2 separate regions of the Ovis aries genome follow, and region 2 is linked to region 1. The links are chromatin contacts, called in public Hi-C maps. All regions are on one chromosome and are shown on one strand. Each heading gives the region's core, a stretch centred on a gene start, on an enhancer-like site or on the middle of the called end of the contact. The rest is flanking DNA. Distances are from core to core; before and after follow the strand shown. Region 1 has its middle 110 kb from the start of JMJD1C. Region 2 has its middle 180 kb from the start of JMJD1C.

Region 1 (5,434 bases), core at 1,143-3,642:
CGGGGAACTCTTTATTTTGCTATATTCTGAGAAGGGGTCGCGAAGAGTCGGACACGACTGAGCTGAACTGACAAGATAACCCATTTAAAAAGCCAAAGTTTTTAAAGTGTAATTTAACATTAAGCAACGTACAGAAGAGGCTGTGGTTGTTTTCCTTAGAATAACAAATCCTAAAATTAGAAAAGAATATTGAAGAGGGGGGAACCTTAATTTTGTAAACTTATTAGAATAAAAGGGGTGATTCAGAAAAGCAAGCATACATAATTGTCTTTAAAAGGAAATATATCTTCCCTAGTGCAAAGTAAAGTTATATGAGATCTGGTTGATATTTGACCTGACAGTCTCAAAGCGTATTAGACTGCAAGCAAGTAATAATTGCTTCCTCATTTAGGTTAGACAATGAGTTCTCTCTGCAAGCTGCTCTCCTCTAAATAGATTGTCGAGAGTAATTGAAACAAGTTATACTGGGAAGTGGAGTGACCGATTCCTCAAAGTGTGAGAGCAGAGCTATGGTAACCTCTTAAGCCTGGCCTTCATCCTGTTCCTATTTAGGGAATCCGCAGGGCAGCCTGCGAGAGAGTGCAGTCTGCAGTTCGCCAGCTTTATTGTTTAGACTTGAAGGGAAGGTCATATGCCCTCTTTGACAGAGAGGTTTATGGTCTCTCTCTAATTAGCAGCACCCTCCACCAGACAGACTGTTGGCCACATTCCAAGAGCGGGGTTTGGTAGCTGCCACTGATGAAGGAGAAAACAAGGTTATTTACCCTGTGACTGTAATTCTTGGCACAAGTCCTCTCTTTAAACTCAGACATGTTTTCCTTTTGTTCCAACTTGCCTTTGGAATCTGAGTAGGACGTGAAGGGAGGAAAATGCGACTCTATATCAATATTTAGTAGTGTAAGCAACCCGTATGTTGGCCTCGAATACTTTTTACTATTCTAGGGCTGCACGGTTCAACAACATCACTTACCACCACCACCCCCCAAAAAAGGCCACACATTCAGAGCGTTGCTAGTAAACGTAAATGCTTGAGCACATGCCCACACATAACCTCAGAAAAGGAAGTTTAATTTGCAACATCTATAAAATAACGACAGTTTTACATTAGGACACTTAAATCCCAGAGGTGAAGTGTGATTGGGTTTATCTCTCACTGGAGTGTTAAAAAGAGTCCCGGGATTATATCTGGCTCGTTCTGTTCTGCCGGTTCCGACGGACGGTGGGTTAAGCTGATAGAAATGCTTTTTGGTTGATTTAAACCAGATACTCCGACTATTTTTGTCCGGTTTGCAGGCGTTGCAGCACTGCAGAAGGCAACACTGCCCCCCTCGGCCGTCCGCCAACTGAGGGCGCAGGAGCCTGGTCTCCACCAGCTTTACCCGCGGCCATAAAAACCTTTCAAGTCCCCCTTATTATTCCAGGCACATTCCAAGGGAGTTGAGTCACAGGGTTCACTTGGCTTTTCTTCTGCTCTGAACTGCTTGTACCAGGTGGAATACGACATTCAACTTCGGAAATGGACTCCATACCGGTCAAAGAGCGCTTTAGGGCAAACCCCAAATGCAAGCCTACTGTTAACTTCTTCCGCACCTGGAGTTCCCTGGCTGTGCACCTGGCGTCCCATGGCCAGACCAGGATCGCGTCGTCAATACATCAGGGTTTTTTGGGGGGGAATCCCATGCTGCTGCTAAGTCGCTTCAGTCGTGTCCGACTCTGTGCGACCCCATAGACGGCAGCCCACCAGGCTCCTCTGTCCACGGGGGGAATCCCATAGAACTGCTCTATTTTCCTTGCCGATTTGAGAAGCTCCGAAGGCTGCACGGCCGAGGGGCAGGGGCTGGGTTGGAAACTTTTCCTTTTGGCAGTACTTTTCGGGAGAGTTTGGAGGCCTAGGCGGGGAGCCTAGGGGGCTGAGGTTCCGACGGCTTTTAAGTCAGCTTCGAGGGAAAATTCCCAGCCCCTCCCACGCGTCCGCCCAGACTCGCCGGCCGCCAGGCCCGAGCGGCCCGCGGTGGGCGAGTGCGCACATCTGGCCGCCCAGAAGCCACATCTGGAACGTTAACTCCAGCACCCAGATGTTCAAGGAGCTGGGGTAGTCCAAAAGCCCAAGAGGCGGGGCTGCCGCGGCTGCAGCTCCTCCCTGTAGCCCAGACAACTGGGGTCCAGACTCGGGAGACGCCCCCGGCGGGGGAGAGCAGGGCGGGCCGCGGAGGCTGGAGCTCGGTGGGGTGGCTAAGGCCGCAGGCTGGGCTCACGGTGCCGGAGCCGCGCCGAGGGGTTGGGGGAGGGGCGTTGGTATGATGGAGGCAGGCGGGGGTTGGGACGCGGAGAACGGCCAGTGCGCGGGGAGGCCGGGGGAGGAACTGCTGGGGCCGCGCCAGGGCCTCGCCCCGCCCCGTCACCGCGTCGGCCCCACTGCGTGGGATTTTACAACCCAAGTGCCCAGGAGGTGGCGGAGGAGGGCGGGGCCGGCGGGCGCGTTTCCTGGGGGGAGGGGCGCGCTGACTGTGCTGGGGACGGAGGGCGGGCTTCCCCCTCCTTCTTGCCTAAGGTCCAACACTAAGACTGGCGTTTTCTCCTGCGGAGCGACTAGCCTCTATCTCCTCTGCACCCTCCCGGCACGGAGAGAGGCGTCCTCGCCGGTGAGGTTAGCCAGGAAGATCGCTCCTCTTCCCCTCTCCCCTCACCCACCCCTAACCAGGAGAGGGAGGAGCTACACGTCCCTCCATAGAGTTTTTCCGAAACCAGAGCTGCGTGCCGGCGGCTGAGCCCCTCTTGCGTTTGTTTGCACGCAGGAGTTTTGACGTCTCGCTAAGCAACGGTGTTTGCCAAGGAGTCCGGGCTGTTTCAGAGAGCTTGCGTCTGTTGGATGCTCCAGTTTGAACAAATCGTTTCCATTGATTTATTTAACCAAGGCGAGGGCAGGCCGTGTTCTTTTTTAAAAATTGTCCTTCATCCAGGTTGTCCTTACATTTTGACCTAAGAGTGTCATAACACCCCAGGTCGTTGCGTAAATGTTTTGTGACAATTTTTAAAACCAGAGGAGGAAATATCCTAAAGGAAAAGAAAAGCACGACCTACAGGAAAATGATTTTAAAAGATGTTGGTCCTTTTCCACCTGTCATCCTCAGTCATTAAGTAGTCTCTACCAAAATAATATGTCCATTCGCAGCCTTCAACCCGAGGCAAATCTCCCTCCCCCTATTTCGAGCAAAGTACGAAAACAGGTCTTCTGGTCCCACCTTAGTCACCAGCTGAAACTGAGTCAGCTCTAGCGTTTCCTCTCCCAAGAATTGCTGGCTGAGAATAAACAAAAGCATACAAAATATTAAGTGTTCAGGGTACAGTGCTCTTCCATTGCTTTGTCGCAAGTTACTCTCCCTCATGGGCTTCCCTGATGGCTCAGCCGGTGAAGAGTCCTGTAATACAGGAGACAGGGGTTCAATCCCTGTGTGGGGAAGATAGCCGAGAGGAGGAAAGGGCAACCCACTCGAATATTCCTACTTGAACAACCCGGGCTACAGTCCATACGGTAGCAAAGAGTCGGACACAACAAAGTGACTTAATTGCCCACGCACACTACCTCTTGGTGCTTGGTGCCTCAGTTTCTCCATTCCTAAAATGTCACCTGTACCTATAGTATAGAGGTGGTGTAAAGATTTAGGGTTAATGAGATAGTGCAAATCAAGTGCTTAACACAAAGCGCAATGCATAGGAAAAACTCCATGGTGACTGTTATTATGTGTTAATAGGCTCTGTTTATCAATAAAATAAGAGTTAGGCAATGGCAGTGGGATCGCTCCTTCAGTTAGTTTTTCCACAACCTGCAAAAAAGGCGGATTTTTCTTTCTCTGACCGTGACTGACCTCACTTTTCAACAGAGGACGGAACTGGAACAGAAGGGGACCATGATTCTAACTGGATGAGAGAAGTGTGCCCTCTTGTGGGCCTCCTGTTATGTTAGCAGGGACGTCCCCCAGGAGAGGAGGAGGATGGTGGGCCTTGTGGTCAGGGCGCTAATCCCACTTTCCCTCAAAATGTCTCCCATGCAGTTTTCTGTCATCAACTTCCTTGAGAAATATTTTCCGAATAATAATGCAGCTCTCCTCCCTTCTCGTCGCCCTGGATTCCTCTCCCTCACACTCTACATCCATCTATCAGCCACTCCTGTCAGCCCTAATTTATAGATGTGGATACATCACAAACCCCATACCTTCTTACTACCTGCTACACTAGCAACGGTCCAGATATTATTTCTTAGCAAACCTACTGCAATAAGCTCCTAACTCCTCTCCCCACTTCCACTGCTTCACCCTGCATTTCATTTTTCACCCAGGAACCAATCCTTTTAAAGTAAAAATGAAATATGCTCACTCTCCTCCTGCTCAAAATCTTCTAATTGTTTCCCATCATACTTGGAATAAAACCACACTCCTAGCAATGGCCCACGTGATTTGGCTCTTGTCTGATTCTCTTACCTCATCCTCTGTCACTTTCTTTTTGTTCATTCCTTCTCCAATCACATCAGTCTTCTCACTGTTCCTCAGAAAATGTCAAACCTGCTTCTGCTTCAAGATCTTTGCATTTACTGTTTCCATTGTCTTCAACCCTAAATCTTAGCATGGCTTTTCTCCTTACCTCATTCAGGTGTCTGCTCAAATGTCACCTAAGACCTCTTGATTATCCCATCTAGTATAGATGCAACATAGTCATAATTTTTCTCTAGCCAATTACCCTAGTTTATTTTCCTTCATATCTCTTACCAAATCTCATAAATGCTTGCCTGTTTACTTATTGTTTGTGTTATCTCTAGAGTGTATGATGCATGCAGATAGGGACTTGGTTGATGCTGTTCATAATACAGTCAGGTAATCTCCAATCTAAAAGAGTATGTCTTATAAAAGGCACCTAATAAAACACTTGTTAAATGGATAGATAAAAAGAGTCTCATACCTGGAACAGCAGGGAGGCAATCAAGTGTCCCTCAGTTAGTATAAGCCTAAAAATGTTTCATGCCTCCCTAACTTCATGACTTTCTTCCTCAGTGGCTCCTGCTCCAGGATGAAACCTAACTAAGTGGACGTTAAACCTATATGCATGTAAGTATGTGAATCAGACCACACTCACCCGGTGGAGGAGGGATGGAGAAAGAGAAAAAAAAAAAAACAACAATGTAAATAGTGTGGTTAATTCTGTTTACCATTTAACTCAGCAAGTGCATGCACTGAAATAAACATGAGATGGAAGACATGAATCCGTACTCTCAGTTCCTCTGTGCTTCTCATCATATGATCAATATGCTGTGCTAGACATTTAAGGGCTTCCCTGATAGCTCAGTTGGTAAAGAATCCACCTGCAATGCAGGAGACCCCTATTCAATTCCTGGGTCCGGAAGATCCGCTGGAGAAGGGATAGGCTACCCAGTCCAGTATTC
Region 2 (5,501 bases), core at 2,105-4,604, 76 kb after region 1:
AAAAAGATCTGTCCTGTAGATGAGTGCTTCTCAAAGTTGTATGTTCATATGATCACCTGGGAGTTTAGTTAAAGTGCAGATTCTGAGGCAGCAGAACTGGGGTACTACCTGAGATCCTGCATTTAGAGTCAGCTCCCAGCTGATTCTTGTCCATGGACCACACTTGCAGTAGCAAGGGTATTTTGGCTGCCTAAGTAATACCCATTCTCTCCTTTCATTTTCCTAGTAGCTCAGAGGTCTTTATCCAAGTATTCAGGTCCACCCCTATACTGTGCATGTGTTGTAGGGAAAGCAGGACATACTGTTAGCTCTAGTGGTGGGTACCAATTGGCTTAAGTCAATCAATTATTCAACATTATTCCATGTCCTAGAATCTAGAAAAGTGGCTAGTGAGTAGTAGGTACTCAACATTTATTAAATGAATACATGCATTGATGTGAGCATAGATATATGACATGAGTTTATCCAGTTAAGATGAATTTCAGGACACTGGGTTGGAATGCTCATCTGCAAGCCCCTCTCACCATTGGATGTGAATGCTCATGAGTTGATAGTGACTGGCAGCCTTCCTACTACTGTTAGGGAGTCAGTCTTGCAATGAGTCTGACCCTAGAGAAGGCAGAGCAGAGACAGACAGAAATAGGCCACTGATAACACATTGAAACACTGGGTTAACTACTCTGTATCCACTCCAACAGTCATTTGAATCAAAAATCCCCTTAACTGTTAAAGCCAATTTCAGTTAGATTTTCTGCTACCGCTTGAGTCCTAACTGACAGTGAATGGGGAGAGGTCTTATTCCATTCCTAGGAAGTCCCATTTTGATGTAATGTGGATGCCTTTATGGGTCACCATGGTCAGAAAGCGTTTCATAACATCTGGTGGTGTGATTTAGAAAGACTTTCTTGTGGAGGTTTGCTGAGGAAGTGTCCACAGGGAGAGCAGAAGTCTGTGATCTCAGCCTCTCATCCATCAGCTGGGATGTGGAAGGTTTATGTTCTCGACCCAGGGCCCTACTTCCATGTTGCTTTCCAGATAGAGTGAGAGAATGACTTATCAGTGGGGGTACAAACAGATTCAGGGGCACTAAGCAATCTGAGTTAGGTGTTTGGATATTTTCAGCTGTCCAGGAAAGCCAATTTTGCAGCTCTGGATCTTTGAGGCCTGCACGGAGGCCTGTAGTTTACCTGACTAGGGATGGGGAAGAAGCTATCAGTCCTATGAGTTTGGGGCAGTCCATCCCATGGGAGAAGAAGGAGGCCCCTGCTGTAGTTGGTCTGTCTAGGCTGCTTAAAGTAACCTTCCAGAGTTATTTCTAGACAATTTTGCTTGTCACACTTACTAACCTTAACTCCTGACCTAGCCAGTCATTTAAAATCCTTTGCATGCTTTACCAGTCAGTTCAGGGTAAAGTCCAATGAGTTTGTCTTCCAAGACAGTCACCATCTGGCCTAACCTAACTCTTCAGTCTTTTTTTAAAATTTATTTTTGGCTATGCTGGGTCTTTGTTGCTGCTCAGGCTTTCTCTAGCTGCAGTGCATGGGTTTCTCATTGCCTAGGCGCATGGTCTCAGCAGTTGCGGTTCATGGTCTTAGTTGCCCTGTGGCACGCGGGATCTTCCTGTACCAGGTATGGAACCCATGTCCCCAGGACTGGCAGGCAGATTCTTAACCACTGGACCACCAGAGAAGTCCTTCAGTCTTTCTTTTGTCACTTTTACGTTATATCATAAACTCCAAGTGTACCAGACGACCTTCTTCACTCCTAACATTTCCTGTATTATTGCTTCTCTGTGCCGGGAAGACTTGCGCACTATGCCTCTTCCTGGAATGCATATTGCTGTGCAGTCTGCCCATTAAATTTCCTCCTCATCAAAGCTTGCTCATCCTTAAGGTTTCAGCTCAACTACTCCTCTCTCTGGGAAACATTCCCAGATCTTTAATCCACATACCCAGCATAATTAATCATCGCTGCCTTTGCATTCCCACAGCACTCAGCACACACTGTAGCTTATCACCTTGTTAAGCAACATAGCAGTGGCCTCCCCTAGATTATGAGTTTCCTGAGCACCAAGAGTTTGTTCTTATTTGTTCTTATAGCTTAAGCCCTACTGGGCTTCTGTCCCTGGGATGGATCCTGCTGGCCCCACTGTGGGATGCTGCCTTTTATTCTGCCCTTTATTCTCATTAGGGAGCTGCCTTATGGCTAAAGTTTACTAGGTTGTACAGGCCTCTCCCTGGTGATAAGAGAATCTAAAGATCGAGGAGGTGCAGCCTGTTAAAATGTTACAATTTGTAACCAAGCCTGAAGAGGGCTAAACAAGTTTGGAAGGGGACAAAATTAGGAAGAGGTGAAGCTTAATCTTTCGGAAAAACTTCTCACATGGTCAGTGGGACTTGGGAGAATAGCCATTGACACAGACGATGATAATATGATCTAGTGTAGAAAAGGAACACTATAATAATTTTTTTTAAAAAGTAATTATCCCTTTGACTGCGCTGGGTCTTTAGTTGCAACACAAGGGATCTTTAGCTGCAGTATGTGGGATCTAGTTCCCTGACCAGGCATCAAACCCACATCTCCTGCATCCAGAGTGAGAGTCTTAGCCATCAGACCACCAGGGATGTCCCCAGGAACAGTACCATAGTTTTTGAAACAAAGATTTCTCTTTCTGTGACCTTTTCTTGATATGATTGTGTTGATGTTAACTTTATTACTGCAACTGAATCCCAAGGTATCAGGATGTACTCCAAACAGCTGTGAATGTGGCCTTTCACTGATTTGCCCCCACCACTTGGGCATATAGGGGTAAGGCTTCCTGTTTCCACAGTCATGGAGCCTGGGTTGTTCCAGTTAAAGTACTAGTGACAGGCACTTAAATTAGACCACACAGAGTTAAGGAAAATCATTGGCCCTTTCATTTTCATCAGGTCAACACACTTTAAAGGTTTGTAGTTATACACTTTGACCTCTATGGGTTTCTGGAACAACAAAGCACTGTCCAGAATGATAAGACCCAGCAGGTGATGTGGCTTTTCTGTAAGTTTATTCAGTCACCTCAGGACACACCTAAAGGTAGGCTGATGCCAAAGTACACAGGCCACTGGGTGTGAGCCTGCAGGGAGCAGAGACTGGGAGGGCTAATGGAGCCGTTGGCATGGTGACAGACTGCAGGTCTGGTCTGGCCTGCATGACAGCTGCTCGTGTTCCCAGGACCAGAGCCAGCTGGTGGCTCACGGCAGTGGTTTCTGGGTCCTGGCTCCATTCCAAGACCAGCCCAAGCTCCTTAGCCCTGACCTGGCTGTGGCTTTGTTCTGTCTCCAAACTGTGGTTCCGCCCCCTGAGCCAGAAGCCTTTGCTCCCTAAACCATGCCCTTCTCCCAGCCTGACATACAGCCTGCTCTGGGCGGGCCTAGGGGCCAGAGGAAAGGGCCGGGCCTTTGAGGTTAAGCTTGGTCAGTCTAAGAACTTTTATATAGTGGTTTCGCCCTCTCTGAAGTGGACTCAGTGGTACACTTCTGTGGTGCTGCCGGTGCATTGGGCTCCAAGAGCGGGTAGAGATCACAAAGGATGAAGCAAAAACCTGGCGGCATATTCCCCTAACCTTGGAACATACCAAGAAGGCAGCTCAAAAACTGGACTTCACAACTGGCCTTGTTTCCACAAGAAGTGTCACTTCAGCTCGGGGTCTCCTAAAGTGAAGTCAGGAATATCACAACATTCTCAAAATAAGATGGATTTTAATCTCTATCAGAACATTTCACAAACACTCCAGAGAAAAACCTCCATGATTTCAGTCTTTTGCCAAGTGAATCTAAATCATCTCCAAATGTGTCTGTGTCTTTAGTGATCAGAATGGGCGGTCTTGCTGTGCAAATCAGCTGCTGGTCCTCCCATAGCCCACTGCCATCCTAAACTCCTAAACTCCTCCCCTCCCGTGTGGAGCTCTGAAATATGCTGTTAGAACAGTCTTTATTTGCCTGTTCCCCTCTCGGTTTCTGTCTAATTCTCCCAGATTGTGAGAGACACAATAAAGGGGAAAATTATTTTTGTTTTTCAGTGCTTCCCTTTTACAAACTCTTTTTTTAGAAACCACAACCTCGGATCCCAGCAGAGGTTCCTGGGGGTTTTAAGAACATCAATCAGTTTCGCAGCTGGAGGCTGAGGCTTTCCTCAGGGAAGACTTTTTACATAAAACAGATTGTACTTTGTCCTTGCCAGGGCAGACAAAGGTTTAAATTAAATATGCAGTAAGCTGCATTTGGCTGCTTGCCACAGCCTGGGGGAGGAGGAAGGGAGATCTTGTCCCTACTCTCCCCTTCTCTGTGTGGTAGTTGTTTAATCCCCCCCCCCCCCCCCCCCCCCACCACCACCAGTGAAAGGAGCCTGGAGTTAAGAGATGCTGGCTCAGAGTTAGGGTTTTCTGCAAGTTCATTGTATAACAAGGCACCTAGCCTCCTGAGACCTCAGTTTCCTCTTCTGTATAATGAAGATTTGGAGATGATCTGGAAAGGTCTTTTTCATACTGAACCTTCTAGTTCAGTTCAGTTCAGTCGCTCAGTCGTGTCCGACTTTTTGCGGCCCCGTGAATTGCAGCACACCATGCCTCCCTGTCCATCACCAAACCGGGAGTTCACCCAAACTCATGTCCATCAAGTTATCTCCAAATTCTGCCACCTGGATTCCAACAAATGCCCCAAGCTTCAACTATGAGTAATGCATCTTCACTAGTCCTTGGATGACTGAGGTGACCAGGCTCCTTTTTCCTTGGATCCAGGAACCAGGAATGTCATGTTATAAGAGAAAAGCCCAATAAGACCTGATAAATGGCAACTGACTCTGTCTCTCAGTTTTAGGGAGTAATAGAGAGTGGTGGGGGTTGTCATGAATTGAAGAGAAAGACTCTTCTAAAAGGACTGAAAAGAGAAAGTGTTAATCGTTCAGTTGTGTCTGACTCTTTGCGACCCATGGGCCCATGAATGAATGCAGGGCAAAGGCTAATAGAGTTTTGCCAAGAGAACACAGCGGTCATAGCGAACACCCTCTTCCAACAACACAAGAGAAGACTCTACACATGGACATCACCAGATGGTCAATACTGAAATCAGATTGATTATATTCTTTGCAGCCAGAGATGGAGAAGCTCCATTGTCAGCAAAAACAAGACTGGGAGCTGACCCTGGCTCAGATCATGTACTGCTTATCATCAAATTCAGACTTAAATAGAAGAAAGTAGGGACAACCACTAGACCATTCAGGTACAACCTAAATCAAATCCCTTATGATTATACAGTGGAAGTGAGAAATAGATTTAAGGGATTAGATCTGATAGAGTGCCTGAAGAACTATGAACGGAGGTTTGTAACATTGTACAGGAGACAGGGATCAAGACCATCCCCAAGGAAAAAGAAATGCAAAAAAGCAAAATGGCTGTCTGAGGAAGCCTTACAGATAGTTGTGAAAAGAAGAGAAGCGAAAAGTAAAGGGGAAAAGGCAAGATA

Evidence for each region. Hi-C and Micro-C count contacts between places; a contact is called where the count stands out from the background.
Region 2: a contact with region 1 is called in a Hi-C map of liver, with 5 times the contacts expected there. The contact joins two enhancer-like sites. A contact is called at or near these places in 7 of 16 Hi-C or Micro-C datasets (hypothalamus, liver, mesenteric adipose tissue and 3 more).

The regions. Positions count from the first base shown.
Region 1 is chr25:18,992,574-18,998,007 of ARS-UI_Ramb_v3.0, forward strand. No RefSeq gene overlaps it. Among named protein-coding and RNA genes, the nearest start is that of JMJD1C, 110 kb to the left of the region's middle. Within about 2 kb of position 2,393, at least 48 of the 54 cell types and tissues checked have an H3K27ac peak or open chromatin away from gene starts, as enhancers often do. A contact at or near this core is called in liver and muscle, where this site is marked.
Region 2 is chr25:19,067,482-19,072,982 of ARS-UI_Ramb_v3.0, forward strand. No RefSeq gene overlaps it. Among named protein-coding and RNA genes, the nearest start is that of JMJD1C, 180 kb to the left of the region's middle. Within about 2 kb of position 3,355, at least 34 of the 54 cell types and tissues checked have an H3K27ac peak or open chromatin away from gene starts, as enhancers often do. A contact at or near this core is called in liver and muscle, where this site is marked.